Linked DNA regions of Sus scrofa: region 1 is linked to region 2. The links are chromatin contacts, called in public HiChIP or PLAC-seq maps. All regions are on one chromosome and are shown on one strand. Each heading gives the region's core, a stretch centred on a gene start, on an enhancer-like site or on the middle of the called end of the contact. The rest is flanking DNA. Distances are from core to core; before and after follow the strand shown. Region 1 overlaps LPXN (leupaxin). Region 2 holds the start of GLYATL2 (glycine N-acyltransferase-like protein 2).

Evidence for each region. HiChIP or PLAC-seq counts read pairs in DNA pulled down with a chosen protein or histone mark.
Region 1: a contact with region 2 is called in an H3K27ac HiChIP or PLAC-seq map of alveolar macrophages. The contact joins the enhancer-like site here to the promoter of GLYATL2 in region 2. A contact is called at or near these places in 1 of 5 promoter capture datasets (liver), 9 of 47 Hi-C or Micro-C datasets (alveolar macrophages, blood, embryonic fibroblasts and 5 more) and 2 of 2 datasets of contacts at active chromatin or transcription factors (alveolar macrophages and skeletal muscle).

What each region holds. Positions count from the first base shown.
Region 1 is chr2:12,548,872-12,551,571 of Sscrofa11.1, reverse strand. All of the region lies in intron 3 of LPXN (leupaxin), which reads right to left. Among named protein-coding and RNA genes, the nearest start is that of LPXN, 15 kb to the right of the region's middle. Within about 2 kb of position 1,276, at least 16 of the 83 cell types and tissues checked have an H3K27ac peak or open chromatin away from gene starts, as enhancers often do. A contact at or near this core is called in alveolar macrophages and retroperitoneal adipose tissue, where this site is marked.
Region 2 is chr2:12,278,708-12,281,407 of Sscrofa11.1, reverse strand. It overlaps GLYATL2 (glycine N-acyltransferase-like protein 2), which reads right to left and starts at 1,315. Exons shown (of 8, transcript XM_005660879.3): 1 at 1,202-1,315. FAM111B (protein FAM111B) reads left to right here and starts at 2,022. Exons shown (of 4, transcript XM_003353861.3): 1 at 2,022-2,219; 2 at 2,517-2,566.

The sequences.
Region 1 (2,700 bases), core at 27-2,526, 270 kb before region 2:
ATCTCATCTCCTGATTCCTGTTCCAGGAACTCCATATGTGTGGGACGGCCAAAAAAGGGGGGAAAAAAAAAGAAAAGAAAAAAAGGACTGTCTCTTGGGTACGACATGGCCTGCTACTGACTCACACTGGAGTATTTAACAAGAGAAATGTAGGAGGAAAGTGGATAGTTTCCCCTCTGAAAAGCGTTTACCTTTTAGGTGCAACATGGCCTCCTGCCAGACCAAAGTTTGAAACTGGGTCTTTTGTTTGTACGTTCATTTTCTGGAGGGAGAATTTAAGCACAAAAATGGTCAGGTATGCAAGTGATTGATTTAGTCCTTGGGCACTTCCAACAAAGCGCAGAGGAGCCTCTGGCACAGCGCTTTCCAGTCATGATCCTTTAGTGAGTGCTGGCATAGGAGTGCGCCTTAGAAATACAAAAGCAGCAGGACTGTGTTGTGCCCCAGTGGACACTGCATGTAGTTTCTTTCTTTCTTTTTTTTTTTTTTTTTTTTTTTTTTGGTAGGGGGCCACATCGGTGGCATATGGAATTTCCTGGAACAAGGGGTCAAATCGGAGCTGCAGCTGCCGGCCTACACCACAGCTACCACCGCAACACCAGATCTGAGACACGCCTGCAACCCACACTGAAGCTCTTGGCAACGCTGGATCCTTAACTCACTGACTGGGCGAGGCCAGAGCTCAAACCCGCATCCTCATTGATGCTGGTCAGGTTCTTAACTGCTGAGCCACAACAGGAACTTCTAAATGTTGTTTCTTATATGGGTCCGTATAATCCTAATAGCTTATCCTTCTCACAGTTGGTGGCATACTTGTTACTTATTGAAAGAACTCTCACTGGTTCCTAACTAGACTCCTAGTGCAGGGTATAAAGAGAAATGGATCATTGTCATAACATCGTTAAGTGTAATTGAGTCAACAGTGTAAGCTTCTTCTTTTTTTTTTTTTTGGTCTTTTTAGGGCTATACTCAAAGCATATGGGGGTTCCAGGCTAGGGGTCGAATTGGAGCTACAGCTGCTGGCCTACACCACAGCCATGGCAACATGGGATCCAAGCTACCACGTCTACAACCTACACCACAGCTCACCCACAGTGCCAGATCCCAGGCCCACTGAGCAAGGCCAGGGATCGAACCTGCATCCTCATGGATACTAGTCAGATTCATTTCTGCTGAGCCACGACAGGAACTTCAACAGTGTAAACTTCTAATTACTAAGTGAGAGACCTTGAAGAGTTGATGATTACATCATGACAGGAAATGTTTTTGAGAAGAGAGAAACCTCAAGGCAGAGCCTTTATGATTTGTCCCCTGACCTCCCGAAGATAGTGAGGGTGCTTAGCAATGCTATCAGCAACAACTTCATTACTCAGAGATTTTAATAACACAAATACAAGAGATGCACGTAAAAGAATCCAGACTTCACGGAGTTCCCGTCGTGGAGCAGCGGAAACGAATCCAAATAAGAACCATGAGGTTGCGGTTCGATCCCTGACCTTGCTCAGTGGGTTAAGTAGCCGGCTGCTACAGTTCTGGTCCGACCCCTAGCCTGGGACCCTCCATATGCCGTGGGGTGCAGCCCTAAAAAAGGACAAAAAGGAAAAAAAAAAAAAAGAATCCAGACTTCTCAAGTGAGGGGCTTCATCTTTTCCCCTTCTTTCCTCTGCAATATTTTTATGAAATAATTCACCCCTACTCTTACCAAAATTATTTTTGTGTAAAAGGGACATTCCTAAATATTATCATATCACCATGTTCACAACTGGTATTGAATAGATTTTCATGGTTGAAAGCAATGTTTGGTTAAATTTAAGCAAGCCAGAGGAAATGGTAGAGACAGACTGCAGGAATCTCTGTTTCTGAGTCTCAGGCTCTATCTGTACAGGGGAGCCTTGTAGGCTCTGAATTATACCAGCCTCGGATTTGTATCAGCCGGTTACATATTTACCAGGTCACCTGGATCTCCTATCACCCTCCCACACAGATCTATGCAGTAAGTATCACTCAGCCATGGTAAGTATATCAAATCGAGGTCCTCTCAGGAAATGCAAACACTGGGGGTAAACAGAAAGAACTTAATCCAGAAATTCGATTACACAGGTGATGGGAGCGCTAAGAAGCAAACAGAAAACACTGAGGGAACCCCGCGATTAGCTACAGCAGGAAGCCATTAGGCCAAAGGGACCGAACAAAGAGGCAGAATTACCAGAGCCCAGGAGCCCAGGGCTACGGGCATAAACTGGAACCACAGCAGACCTGCTTTTCTACAAATGAAGCCATAACAGGAGATACACCTGCTGACAGAGACACTGTGGTGAGAGAGAAAGTGGGGGTGCAAGTGCCCTAAATTTCCCTGCCTTTCACCCTCTGGTCTCTCTACAGTGTCTCCCATTGATGGAAGCCAGTGAGAGCCAACAAACTCTGGAGCCTAGAAAACCCAACCTCCAGGAGTCAGCTCCCCCAGAATACAGAGCAGAGTGAAAGAGGGAGAAAGGGGTTTGATGGGAAATAGACCAAAGAGTTGGACTGCAGAGGAGAAGGTGTCAATAAGTCAGTATTGCATGCCATCAGCCAATCACAGCGTCAGATGTAGAGGAAAACGGCTTTGGTTTGGGCTCGTTTTCATATGGGACGTTCCTGTGTTTATTAGCATTTCTCTTAAAGTCTTGGTTTAATCAATTTAAAAAAATCAAATATTTT
Region 2 (2,700 bases), core at 66-2,565:
ACATCGTTACCATCATAAGTCCAAGTTTCTCTGTCTCTCTCTCTCTCTTTCACTTTGGTCTATGTTATTCCTTGGCATGTTCAGTCTTCTGTCCCTTCCTGACCCTCCCTGGGGACTCACTATCATATATTGAATGTGATTGCTTTTACTTCACTCCTCGTCACACAGTTGGAATGGATTAGGATCTTTAAATCAACATGTCAAAGCAGAATTCACACACACACACACACACACACACACACACACGCGGCGGCGGCAGCAGCAGCAGAAGAAGAAACACCTCCTGCCTGGGATCTCCCATACCAGTTAATGGAGACTTTATCCTTGCTCAGGTTGCTCCATTCAAAAGCCCAGGAATCATCACTGAGCCCTCTTTTTCTCTGCTTTCCTGAACTTCCCATCCATAAACAAAACCGGTGGACGTGCCCTTCAAAATCAATGCAGCATCAAAACAGCATTCGCCCCTCCATCACTACCACTGCAGCCTGCCCCTACCACATCTCTGGAAACCTGGGGTAACCTCCCCCTCATCGCTTTCTCCTTCTGTATCTACTCTTGTCCCCCAGAGTTTGTCGCCCTTATAGCTGCCAGTGATTTTTTTAAAAATCAGATTATATGACTCCCTTGCTTCAAACTCTCTGTTTAGAATAAATCTCACATTTGTAATAAAATCCAGACTCCTTAACGTAACCTACAGTTTGCTTAGTGACCATGGCAAATACGAGTACTCCTGAAGTTATGATCCTTTCCAGGACAAATTCTCCGTCCTCAGAAACATCAGGCAACATCAACAGCACCCTCCCCTACGCCTCTTACTTTTCATAACTTTTTTTTAACATCTCCAGTCTACAAAGAAATGAGAATCAGCAAGTCCCCTTGGGCAAAAATTTGTCCTCCTTCTGTGTATGTTAGTACCGGTCACTTGTACCACTTTAAGATGATTTAAAGAAGAGCCGTGATTTGATCAAATTATCATAGTTTTTCTCTTTTCTTCCAGCCTTTTCATATTATTTTTACAATTACACTTCTAAGGTTCACTCTGTCCAAACCCCACTGAGCACCTGGAATTTAAACAATGATCACAGTTGCTCTGTATATAGTTTACATTAAGTCCAGAAAAGCTGTCAGTAGTATCCCAACACCATCAGTCTTTACATAAACATCCATTCTACTTCAAAAGGAAGGGTTACTCATCACCTACCAGTTCTATTTTCCCCTTCTTTGACCAGCTTCTCAAAAATAGCATCCAAAACGAAGGCACCCCCTCCTGTTCAGTTTCTTAAACGGTAAAATGTTTTCTCAAGCCCACTTTTTGGTCATCAGTTGGAAGATGGGTAACGCTGCAGCCCCCTTAGGACTGGAAATTTCTAATGCACGTTCTGGGAACCGAGAGGGCAGCTGCTGGTCTCTTCCTCCTGGTTGGAGAGTTTCTGTGCAACAGCCTCTAGATGAAGTTGTCACTTTTGCGGGGGACACCAAGTCTGCCGCCTGCTTTGGGCCACTTCATGCGCTGGAAGCTGGCGAAGTGTACGGCCACAACCCCGCAGGTTCCGGGCCAGGAGCCTCTCCTGGGAAGCTCAGTCCACTGCTGCTGCCCATCCTGGAGTGGCTGAGGGGATGCGATGGCCGCTCACTCAGCTTCAGCGACCAGGCTGTTGGGCCTGCTCTTCCGACTCCGGGGCTCACCGTTCCCACCCCAAGCCGCCACTGTGTAATTTGACCCTCGGGCAGAACGCTCCTCCCTCTACCGCCCCTCGCTAGCTCAGCAACTCTCCCGACTACAATAGATGCAGATTTGGCGGGCAGGGATGAAGGGAAATAACTGCTCCAAGTTTGACCCGGAACAAGGAAGCTGGCTGTGGACCTAGGGTGGGAAGGGAATGGATGAACAGGACCGGGGCGGGGTAATCACGGCCATCTGCGCGGCTGGGCACGTCTCTCCCCGTTACCCCGCGTGATGCAGTCCACACCCATCTTTTTCTGGCACCCGCTCAGAGGCCGGAATCGGCCAATCGGCTTCCAAAGTGGATGAGTGTCTGTCGGAAGAGCGCAGACAGCCTCTGCAGCTTCCCGCCCGACGGTCTACTCCCTGGCGCATTGCTCGCTTTCACTTGCTAGGGTGAACATTCCAGGAAGCCTCAGCGAAGCGCCGTCATCGCCCCTCTTCTGGATCCCAGCAAGGCTGGCACAGACACTGTTGGGGCAGATTCACAGCTTCTGTGAGTGGCTCCTCCGGTGGGAGTTCTTAGGGGATGGTTGTCAAGGGCGCTAGCTAGAAGGATCTCAGTCCAGATCCTAGGAGGTTTTGGAGGGAGAGGGACTGAGGCATCCTCCCGTTGTGGTAAACCACTCCCCAGCCTCAAGAGTTTTACACCTGGAAAGGCTTTGAGATAGTCTAGGTAGCTGTTCCAACCGAGGTGCGGTGGGGCTTTGGAGGGAGGGAGGGGGGCGCATGTAAGTTCCTTGGAAGTTACTGTTCCATCGATTTTGCCTACTTTTGTCCGTTTTGCTTTCAGACTGGAGGGTAAATCCGGTCCCTGGCACTTTATTTGGCCAGACGTCTAAGGTAATAACTGTCTTAATATTCTCGTCTCCTAGTTCTGTCAGCTGTGTCCACTTCTGGATCTGTTCCTTTTCACTAATTTTTCTCCTCATTGTGGATCATATTTTCCTGCTTCTTTTTTATGCCTGGTAATTTTT